Linked DNA regions of Rattus norvegicus: region 2 is linked to region 1. A link is a contact called in public Hi-C data. All regions are on one chromosome and are shown on one strand. Each heading gives the region's core, a stretch centred on a gene start, on an enhancer-like site or on the middle of the called end of the contact. The rest is flanking DNA. Distances are from core to core; before and after follow the strand shown.

Region 1 (5,752 bases), core at 2,123-4,622:
TGTGCTTGTTGCCAAACCTGATGACATGAGTTCAATCTCTAGGGCTCACATGCGAGGACAGAATCAACTCCCTCAAGTTGTCCTTCTGCCTCCAAATATACACAGTGACATGGGCCACCCCCAAACAAAAGTGTAAAAGAAAAAAACCAAACCCAAAGCTAAATCAAATCAGTCAGTCAGTCTGTCTGTCTATCTACCTATTATTCATCCATCTATCCATCCATATCTATCTGTCTATCTATCTATCTGTGCCTCTCTCTGTCCCAATTAGAGACTGATGCTTGTTCTTTGGTGTCACTGAGTGGTATCCATGACAACATTTCTGTCCAACTAATTACCTACATAAACAAGAAGGAAGACCGCAACACAATCCTTTTAAATGCTTCTTTTATTTCATTGGTTGTACATTGGGTGAGTGAACTGAATATTACAACCAAAACATAGAATTGATACAAATTAGAGTCCTGCTTACACCGTGAGATAACGAATGAGGGAATTCTTTAAGAAGTGTTACAGAAAGATTTAGTAGAAATGTGACCAGTGGCATATGGCTGAAAGAATATTTCTGTGAAGTGCTGTTATATCCTGAAAACCAAGAGTGAAATGGAGTTCCCATACGAGTGGAGTTAGTTTCCTAACTTCAGTAAGCTGTTGAACTGATATCTTCCTGTCTTGGATATTGGTGATTTTGTTTTTGTAATTAAACAAAGCATTTAAGATTTATCCATCATAGTCAGACTTCTGAATATAAACAAACTTTTGGCAAATAATATTTATACAGAAAAATAGTTTTAGATCCTCTCAAATCCCAGAATTATTCTATAAAATTACATTATAAATAAATAAAAAGCAAAATCTGTTGTACATATATTTGTACATCTATGCATTTGCCTTGCTTCCTCCTTATTGGAAATGGCGTATTTGACTCTGCATATTATAATCACAATTCTGGAAAATGGATATCATAGTAAAAATACAGTCATCTATATTTGCTGGGGGATAGAGGTGATGTTTTGATGCTCAATTATTAAAGGGCTGAAAATAGCTATGTGCTAGTAATTTTTAAAATAAAAAATCATGAAAAGAAAGAAAAAGAAGACAGTTACAACAATTAGTCTACAAAAATATTTCGGTGATTCCCATAATTTACCTTTTTAGTCTACTATCTTTTTAATGCGTTTAAATGAGTAAGTAAAGAAAAAAAAATAAGTCTGAGTGTTTTAGGCAAGTTGTAGCGTAACTACATTGTTATAGCTGAGAGAGTTACAAGTATCAATAATACATGAAGATGAGAACTATGGAAGTGATACAAGTTAGATACAATACCTTTCCACAAATTAAAAACAAACACGATACAAGCACTACTCAAGATTACACTCAGAATGGGATTTCTCTTTGATACAGTTATCAGATCTATGATGTAAGATAAATAGATAGTAATTAGACTTTGACCAACATGAATTAAATGCAGTTTTTTTCTCAATCAAAACAAAAATGATATGGTTGGATGCCTTTAGTTTTCAGAACAGGCAATGATACCAAAAATTTAAAATATTTTACATTCAATCTCAAAAGTCAAAATACTTCAATCACTAAAATGTTCACAAAGAAAATGGATGTTTTAAACAATTACACATAATATCCATTTATAACAGTTGTTTCATTTCTTAAACAATAATTTAAAAACTAGGTACTGTGTAGGCTATGTGCAACATATAAAATGTGAAATATGAAATATTTGGTACGATAGTGCTTAAAATAAACTTTAAAACAAACCTTCTGAACAAAATTTAATTGTATCGCTATTACCTTGAAGATCAACCAAGTATTTAAAAAAAGTAAACAACATTAAAATATGTTTCATCCATATATAGTATATATATGTATGCGTATATATAATATGTATGTACTTGTATTAAAGTTTTTTATACTTTTGAGACATAAAATATGCTTTAAGGTGAAAGAATTAAAAGAACTATTTTTTTCCATGCTGTAGTTAGTTACAACCCTTTAATCCAACTTTTAAAATGCAAAAACAGTAATGGATTTTTTAAAAAGTGAAACTATCTACTTCTTTTTTTTTTGTTTGTTTGTTTACATAGTAATTTAGATTAAAGTCACAGTTTGCATCTGTAGTGACTAAACTCAGACGTACTTAAACTGGAATATTATACAGACCTCCTCACCTACAGCTTCCCTGTTTGACTAGGTTTTAGTTTAGAGGAGTTACTCAGTAACAGGCAACCGGAGGGTGAGTTTGAAAGACCAATCCCTTAGATTCGACTGTCGGCATGAGCCTTTCATTCTTGTCAAGCTGGATGAAGTCTGGCAAAATCTAGGCACTTCTACAAAGTCTCTCTTATAAAACAACTTTAAAAATATACTTGTGAAATAATACCTCCAAGACTTTGTCGGGTTGGGTATGAAGGTCATACCGTGCAAAGTTTTTTTTTTTTTTTTTTTCGATCTATGCAATGTTATTCTAGAATCCCATGATTCAGTGTGGCATCTCCTGGCAAAGCGAACCCCACACTCTTGATGTGTCCCCGGCAACTGTGCTTGAACTGCCACTCAGATTTTAGACCTGCGAGGCAGGTGCGTGTTTTACTTCACTTCCCGTCTCCTGCTTCGAGTGTCCGTCTCCTCAGGAAGTGAAATCATACCCTTATGATCCAGTCAGGAAATGAAATGGTGGTGATTGGAATTAGAATCGAACCTGCCCTTGGAATAGGTACTTAAACTAAAGCTAACTGCTTATTGCTAAATTTGAAGTATTCTGAGTCGAAATGTGTATACTGGGTGGGCTTTCTGCATCGGCTATAGTTATGGAGATAAGACAATATTCCTGGGACAGAAACTACGCTCAGAACCCTGTAAAAGAAAACCTCATCCTGTATGTCTTTGAACATCGCAGCTGGTCTCAGGTAGTTAACTATCTTAGGCTGGAATATACTAAGCATACCATATTTAATACTCGTATATGACATAGCAGAACTAGCCTTAGGGTTGCGGTCTGTCCGGAAGAACTAAATTTAGCATGCAGTTTGTGGCAATTCTATTGAGGAGCAAAGGGGATAGTATGTACAGTAACAATGTTTAGTTATTCTCAATGCAGATTCTTGGCATTCCATTCCATTTCTGTTGATTATTTCAGAATTATCTGTTAAAGAAAAAGACAAGCGCAATTTAGACTTCCTGCAGGGAAAAGAAGAAGCTCAAGTCTTATTCTTTTGCAGACAGATATTTGAAAGCAGAACGATCTCCAACATCTCACAGTTCTGACACGATCATTAACTTTGTAAAGCCTGTACCCTTCATGCTGAGGATGTCTGCACTAGACCGTTTCTTCTGTGTGCCCGTGGCAAGGAGTAGTGACTCACACACACAGTGCTCTGTGAGACCACGGCAGCATGTATGTGGGCAGGCAGTCTGTCCCGCCCTCAATCTCTTTAAGTGATTTTGCTTTGTATTTCTTTGGTCTATGCTCATATCACTAATCAAACTGACATTAGATCTACTGACCAGAAAGTCGAGTCAAAGAATTCATCTTGGAAAGTTGTTTTTGAACTTAACTGTACACATTAATCAAGCAGATAGTTTAACTGTTCAGTTACAACTCAAAAAATGCAGTCTTATCAAACATAGCCTTGTGCCTGAACAGCAACCAGGTTCAAATGCAGGATATGCTTAAACGTCACACTGAGAAGGGATAAGCATCTAATTAAGCAGTTAAAAATATTTGTAATAAACACAAAAGCTCAGACAAAGTTCAAGCCAAGCTACTACTAGCTCCAAGCTGTGGCTTCTGGGGTTAACATCCAAGGTCCCTGCTCTGCTCTGCATCACTGGACTGTGACTCCAGGGCCTTGCACATGCTAGGCCAGCACTCTGCCACTGAGCTAACCCCCCCAGCCCAAGGGTGTCCCTATCTAATCCAATGCTCTTGGGTTGAGGGGTTTGGGCCTATGCAGTCTAGACCAATAAGTATCACGCTTGGGTATAAAGTTTTATCAAAAGTATTTGCTCTTTGCAGCACACTAATGAACACAAGTTCATTTGTTAGGTAGCCAAGAAGAAATAAGAAATAACTGATGGAACGAACCCCCTGTGGTAAATATTAGCTAACACTGGTGCACATCGGGTTTCAGTTCCCAATAAAAGGGTTATTTCTAGAGATGTAATTTATTATCCTATTATATCAGAGTTTATGCCTGATATAGTTCATATGTAATACTTTAGTATACTCGAGTGATAAACATGTCCGTCCTTTACTTCATTGGGCGTACAGAGGCGGTCTATGGAATGGGCTAAAAATGGAGGTGACTTATGGAAATCTATGTGAAATGAAGGTTTGGAACTTCGAGATCCTGAGGCTATTCACCTAAGGTTTAATCACTCATCTTTACTTCTTTGGCTGCACGAGTGTCTGGGAGTGAGGATGCTACACTGGGGCGGGCGCCCAGAAGACAGTGTTGGGAGTTCTGAGCTGCTCAACTCGGGTGCTGGGAACCAAACATTGATCCTACAGAAGAGCAGCAGCTTCAGGTACCCACCGAACTGTGGGTGACTGATCTGTGAATAAGGGCAACATAGAACTTTTATATGTAGATACTGTCATGGGATTAGAATGCATTTATCATACTGTCTTTGAATGACGTCATGGCAGTTAGGTAATACTTAGAATCTCCGAATAGTCAGTTTATACTTTGATTTTAGATTTAGGTAGCTGACTATTAAATAAGGCTTTCCTGTATTTCAGTCCCCAGCCTCCATGCTATATCTGTACAACAGATCTGCTTCCCAGTGATGTCTTCCGCTAATCACGTTCTAGTTTTTCCCCTATTTTCTCTTAGTTTAGCAACAGACCCTGAAGGGTACAGGGGACCCACTAGCTCCTTAGACAAAATAATGATGTATTTTTTTTGGAATGTACACAGTTCTGCTTATTGGATGAAGTAAAAAAGCCGGACAGAACAAAATTACAAACACCTGATGGGCGCCCTTCAGAAAACCTAGCAATGAAAAAGGGGGTTTGCATTACGGAAACTTACAAGGGTGCTTTTAACGTGTTCGTGACAGAGAGACCACTGGGAAATAGCTAAGCTGGAGCTCCTGCAGCCTGCCTTCCCCCTGCCAGTGAATGGAGTGCATGAAGCCAGTCAGTGCCTGGAGACAGACAGGGAAGAGTGGGCTCTGGTGTTGCTGGACGAGTCTAGACCAGAAAACTGTTTCTCAGGGCCGTACCTTTGTCTGTCTATGGCACGCCATGCGTGTGTAGGATGAAAAGGCTGGGACATACTCAGAGCAGCTGTGGGCTTCAAGGACTTCTGGGATTTGACCTCAGGGCTGAGTGAGACATTCAGTTTTTCTCCTTAGAAGCTCCATTTGTGGGTGGCAATGGTTTCCATGGAAGTCTCATTTATTGCTTCTTCTTTTCTCTCTGAGAACACTAACTCACTGGGACTGTCTGAATGAAGTACATTCTAGGGTGAAGTGTCCCTGTACCACATCCATATCTGTATTTCCTGGCACACCTCTTCATCACTTTGCCTCTCCCATTCTTTCTTTTTTCTTCCAGAGCTGAGGACCGACCTCGGGGCATTGTGTTTGCTAGGCAAGCTCTCTACCACTAGGCTAAGTCCCCCACCCCTACTTCTACCATTCTTTATGACAGTTTTTTTTATACCCAGATGAACTGGACGCTTCAGAAGGCTTCTGAACATTAAATACTGACAAAAATCATATTATTAAA
Region 2 (5,752 bases), core at 1,601-4,100, 110 kb before region 1:
GAACCGGATGGGAAATTCTGAACTCAACCATTGTTGATTTTGGGACTCTCCCGGGCCTGGGAAATCCTTGCCCCCATTCTCCCCACTAGAGACTTGTTGGCTCCCAGACAAACACGATAGAGACTAGAAGAGGCCATTTCTACCCCAAGGGAGAGACTCCAGGAACCACACTTACCAGCCGCTGTTGGCGCTGTTGGAGCATGATCCTCAACCCTGGTGCGAAGCCTCTCCGGGTCTTCCTCAGTCACTGGCAGCCAGGACTTCACGGGGGTGGGGTGGGGGTGGGGGGTGGGGGTGGGGGTGTCAGTGGTGGAAAGGATGCACAATGTGCCGTTTTGATCTGCGCGCCACGTTCAAAGTCTCTGCCCAGTGTTTCTTAGAAGCAGCTTTGTGAATAATTCAATCTAATTGGCCAACCCAGTTCAGTGTTTAAGAAGACAACTTGGTTAAAGCAAAGATACACCAAAAGTCGAAGGTAGGGTTGGCTCAGAGGGAAAAGCCCCTGCTGCACGTCCCGATGACCTAAGTTCCAGTCCCACAAGGTGCAAGGAGAGAACTGACCCTGAAAGTTGTCCTCTGACCTCTGCATGTGGGCACGCGAGCGTGTGCGTACACATACATGCACATGCACACACGCACACACACATGCATGCACACATGCCCACACATGTGTGAGCACATACCCACACATGCATGCACACACGCACATGCATGTGTGAGCGCACACACACACAAACACATACACTCATATGTCAAATCAAATCATTTTTTCAAAGTTCAAGGTAAGAGGAGTAAATAGCCTCTCTGGTAAGATCGGCAACTTTGCACCCTAGCACAACTGTAATTTTAAGCAATAACTTTTTCCACATTCCGTCCTGACCTGAGGATCCAACAGCCAACCACTTCCCCATGGTGATTGTGCTCAGGGAGCTGACAGCAGGAGCTAACCGATGTGACAGACTCTACACCTCGGTGGATGCTTTGGGCACACTGGGGATGGCTAGCCCTGGAGTTCCCTCAACCCAACCTCACATTCTCTAGCATGCTCCCCCCATTTGAAACTTTCCCACGTAACTTATCCCTTCTTGATATGCTGGGTGTTTTACCTTTTATTATCATAATGGCTATCACTTGGGTTTTGTGAGTCAGGGTCTTGCGCCACAGTTCAGGTTGGACGTGAACTTAAGATCTTCCTGCTTCAGGATCCCAGATGTGACTACAGGCGCATTCACCACACTCGGCTACACTGTGTATGTGTGTGTGTGTGTGTGTGTGTGTGTGTGTGTGTGTATGTGTGTGTTCATGCTCATATGTACATGCATTCTTGTGTGTGCATGTATCCATATGTGTGCACACATGTATGGAGGAGTGCACATGTGTGTGGAAGTCAAAGATTGAGGTTGAACATCTTCTTCAGTTTTTCCCCACCTTGATTTTTGAGCTCTGAACCCAGGGCTAACCAAGTCAGCTGACTGACTATCCAGAGAGCTCCAGGATTCGTGTACCCCTGCCCCACCGCTGACACTGGGTTTATACACACATGCCATTGCACTAGGCTTTTTACACAGATGTTGGGGATCTGAGCTCAGGTCCTCATGCTTGCATGGAAAGCAGATTACTGACTGAGCTATCTCTGTGAGCCTGATTTATTTCTTTCAAACAAAAAGTTTGCCTCTCTGTCTCTCTGCCTCTCTGCTCCTCTCTCTCTCTCTCTCTCTCTCTCTCTCTCTCTCTCTCCCCTCTCCCTCTCTCTTCCCTCTCTCTGTTTCTCTTTCTCTCTCTCTGTCTCTCTGCCTGTCTGTTTCTCTGTCTCTCCCTCTCTCTGTTTCTCTTTCCCTCTCTCTGTCTCTTTCCCCACTCTCGTGCATGCATTCACACACAAGCTAATGAGAGCATTATTTTTGTCTCTTTCAAATGTTTGATACAGAATAGGCATGTAATAAACACTTGCTGAATTAATAAACAAAGGAATGTCCCTTCAGATGTTGTGTTCTCTGCAATGAGATTCTGACCTTCTCTTGCCTCTCATTCTGCAGCTTTGCTCGGTGTAACTGTTAGATGTGCGAGGCTGTCCCATGACCCACTAAAAATGGCTTTGTTCCATGTCCAGATGTTTCCTACACACCACTCAGGGCAACAGCCAGAGACTCAGGCAGCTCACTGACCCCTGGCCATGGGCTGTTTCATTATCTCTGGCCTGCAGTTATTATGGACAAAGAAGAGGCCATCTTCCCATGGCATTTATCTTGATGCCCCATCCGGCTCGGAAGCTCTTCCTTACCTTCCTAGCTGGAGCAAGCCCTCCCTCGGCTTCATGCTATTTATAGTCCAACCCACTGGCTGCCAGATATTTTGTTTCTCCTTCCAGAATCTGACTCCCCCATATCCCCTCTGCTTTCTGTCCAGGAAGGCTGATTTGCATGGACACTATCAAAGGAATCCTAGTCCCCCTTGCTTCCTTTGGGGTCCAGCCAATGAGAATTCCTGGCAGGAGAACTGAAGAAGGGAGGGAGTGGGACAGGCAATTCCTGTAAGTCTGCTGTGGCCTGGGGTACCCCTTCCTGACAGCTGCTGCCCCTCACCCAGCACTCAGCTCTCTCAGCCTCTAGATGCTGTAATTCTCACTACTGGGTCCTAGTACAGGAGTGGGAACAGTTTCCCTGCAGCCCTCTGAGATTCCCTGGATGTTTCCCCTACACAGTCTACACCTTTGTAAATTAGCTACTTTGTAAATAAGCCTTTTGTAGCATCTTTTAATTTGCTTGTGCCTTCTGTTCCCTGGGGCCCTGATCTGTGCAACCATTTGGTTTCAGTTCTCAGCTGTGCTGTTACTGTGACCTCCAATAGAGGGCAGAAAAGTGATAGAGAAATTTCTAGAGACTTCCAAAATCTCTATCCAATATAACATCTCCGATTGCCAAACCACCTGTGATAGTTTCTCTTCTGGTGCTATGACAAAAGACCCCTGCAGAAACAGCCATGAGGGAGAGCCGGTCTGTCTTAGATAACAGTTCCAGCCCATTGTGGTAGGGAAGGCTTGGCAGCAAGAGCATAAGGCTGGCCTGGTGGTCAGGAAGCAAGGTAAGAAGAAAAAGGGCCAGGCTACAAACCCTCAAAGCCCACTTCCTTGGGCTAGGCTCCACCTCCCAGTGTTTCCATAACGTATCAAAACAGCCAGGGACCAAGTGTCCAAATACATGAGTACATGAGGACATTTCACCACACACCAGCATTCATCTCTCTCTGCTGACTGGCTGTCTTTTTTGTTTTGTTTTATTAAACCATTCCATTGTTGTAAAGAGGCACCATTGCCACAGCAACTTATAAATGGAAGCATTTAATTGGAGGCTTCCTTGATGTTTCAGAGAGTGAGTCCATGATCACCATGGTGGGGGGCCCAGCGGCAGGAAGGCATGGTGCGTGTATGCTGAGAGCTCACATCTGTCCACAGGCAGCAAGCTGAGGGGACTGGGCCAACTGTGGTCTTGAAAACTTAAAGCCTCCCCCATCCCATTAACACATCTCCTTCAGGCAGTCAAACCTAATCCTTCCCAATCTGTTCTGCCAGCTGAGGAGCAAACATTCAAATATATGAGCCCATGGGAGCCATTCTCATTCTAACCCCACACTGGCTATGGATGCAACGTGAGCAGCCGCCCTCAGCGCCTCATCACCAGGCTGTCATGTCAACCTGGGGAAGGTGGGTGATAGGACCTGAGCTTATGAACTCTCAGACTGAGACAGTGAAAAAAGCGACTGACACACACCCTTCCTCCTTCTCTCCTTCCTCCTCCTCCTTCTGTTCCTCCTCCCTCTCCTCTTCCCTTTCTCCTTCCTCCCTCCTCCCCCTCCTCCCCCTCCTCCCCTTCTCCTCCTTTCCCTTTCTTTCCTTCCCCTCCTCTTCCTCCCCATCTCTCTCCTCCCCATCCTCTTCCTCCTCCTCTTCAGCTTCTCCCCTGTCTCACTCCTCCCCTTCCCCCTCCTCATCCCTCTCTCCCTCCTCCCCTCCTCCTCTCTCTCCTCTTCCCCTCCTCCTCCTGTTCTTCCAGCTTTTTGGTTTGTTTGATATTTTTTCTTTTCTTTTTGATAAAAAGACCTTATAAGGTACAGTGCCTGGGTATTCTCTGCAAAGATTTTTTTGTGTGTAGGGCCCGTACTTTTCAAAGCAGGTTTAGTGGAGTGCATCCACTGATCACGTGACTGGCATGCGGCAGTGAACAGAGAGCCAGAGTCTCTGTTCTGTGCAGGTGCTGCCTGAAGACCCAGCTTAGGATGGCTGCCAGGTATCTCCTCCAGCATGCTTCGCTTAAAGCCACTTGAGAGCTCAGCTGGAAGTATGGCCTCCTGGCCATTCCCTGAACTCAGGGCAGGACCTGCTGTCCAGTGGCGATAGACTCAGACTCTCCCACCCATCCTTTCTGTATTCTGTAGACTCCCTTGACAGGACAGTAAACACCACATCCCAAGTCCTTTGTGCCTCTGCTGGAGAACCTTCCGGCAGTACAAACGGATTTCAAATATAGGATACTTGAAATACGAAAAGCCTTCTTACTGGCTCCTCTAAAATAAACGTGTATTGTCTTGTATCGAGAGACAAAGATCATGTTTACCTAAAAAAGGTTCTTGGGTTCTCTTCATTAAAGTCTTATCAAGCCCGCTGTAAACAAGACACTTCAAGTTAACAGTTGTTTGGCGATGCAGGTGACTCCATGGGCAATTGCTGCTTAGGTCTGGTAACCTGGGTTACGCTCCTGCGGAAGGAGAGAGCAGACTCCATGAAGGAAGTGTACCTTTCCACGTGGCATGCATCACCCTCCATACCATGTTGTAGGGTACCCACCAGGGATCCCTCAGACATGGATGTGGGTGAATATGAGGTCTTTATTAGCTGGCTGCCAACTGCACTGGATGTTAAGGACTTGAGTGCAGTCCCAACCCCTCCTTAGTGTGGGCTTTTAGACATAAAAACACACCCAGGGCCCACACACCTCAGTGAGCAAGAACAGTCATCCAGAAGCAGAACTGCAGAAGCCAAAAGGCAAAGTAAGTACATTTAGGGACTTGCCCAGGACCATGGACTTGATGGATTAGGTCTTTGTTTTGGTTTTGGCAGGTATTGCTGTCCATATGCTGGGTTCTAAGGCCTGGATAGTCCTTCCATCGTGGCCTCAGTTGTGCTAAGGTCTGGACGCCTGTCACATTTCTCACTAGTTGTTACTGGCTGGTTTTGTGTGCCAACTTGACCCAGCTGGAGTTATCACAGAGAAAGGAAAGCCCCTTAAGGAAATGCCTCCATGAGATCCAGCTGTAAGGCATTTTCTCAATTAGTGATCAAGGTGGGGAGGGCCCAACCCATTGTGGGTGGTGCTGTCCCTGGGCTGGTGGTCCTGGGTTCTATAAGAAAGCAAGCTGAGCAAGCCAGGGGAAGCAAGCCAGTAAGTAACATCTCTCCATGGCCTCTGCATCAGCTCCTGCTTCCTGCCCTGCTTGAGTTCCAATCCTGACTTCCTTTAGTGATGAGGAGCAGTGTAGAAGTGTAAGCTGAATAAACCCTTTCCTCCCCAACTTGCTTCTTGGTCATGTTTTGTGCAGGAATAGAAACCCTGACTAAGACTCTGGTACAACCAGCATAAGTCAAATTGTGGACTCATTTGTGTGTGTGTGTGGGGGGGGCAACAGGAGGTTATATTGTCTCCTTAGCGCTATAGTTTAGCAGAATTTATTCTCTGTGTTATGTAGCTTAGTAGGCATT

Evidence for each region. A called contact is a pair of places that touch in the nucleus more often than the background predicts.
Region 2: a contact with region 1 is called in a Hi-C map of Schwann cells, with 2.7 times the contacts expected there. The contact joins two enhancer-like sites. A contact is called at or near these places in 4 of 12 Hi-C or Micro-C datasets (Schwann cells, hepatocytes, kidney and 1 more).

Annotation. Positions count from the first base shown.
Region 1 is chr15:103,944,446-103,950,197 of GRCr8, reverse strand. Mbnl2 (muscleblind-like splicing regulator 2) reads right to left here. Exons shown (of 9, transcript NM_001111064.2): 9 at 371-3,160. The coding sequence ends at 3,146. Among named protein-coding and RNA genes, the nearest start is that of Rap2a, 56 kb to the left of the region's middle. Within about 2 kb of position 3,372, at least 4 of the 93 cell types and tissues checked have an H3K27ac peak or open chromatin away from gene starts, as enhancers often do. A contact at or near this core is called in Schwann cells, where this site is marked.
Region 2 is chr15:104,058,884-104,064,635 of GRCr8, reverse strand. No RefSeq gene overlaps it. Among named protein-coding and RNA genes, the nearest start is that of Rap2a, 58 kb to the right of the region's middle. Within about 2 kb of position 2,850, at least 14 of the 93 cell types and tissues checked have an H3K27ac peak or open chromatin away from gene starts, as enhancers often do. A contact at or near this core is called in Schwann cells, where this site is marked.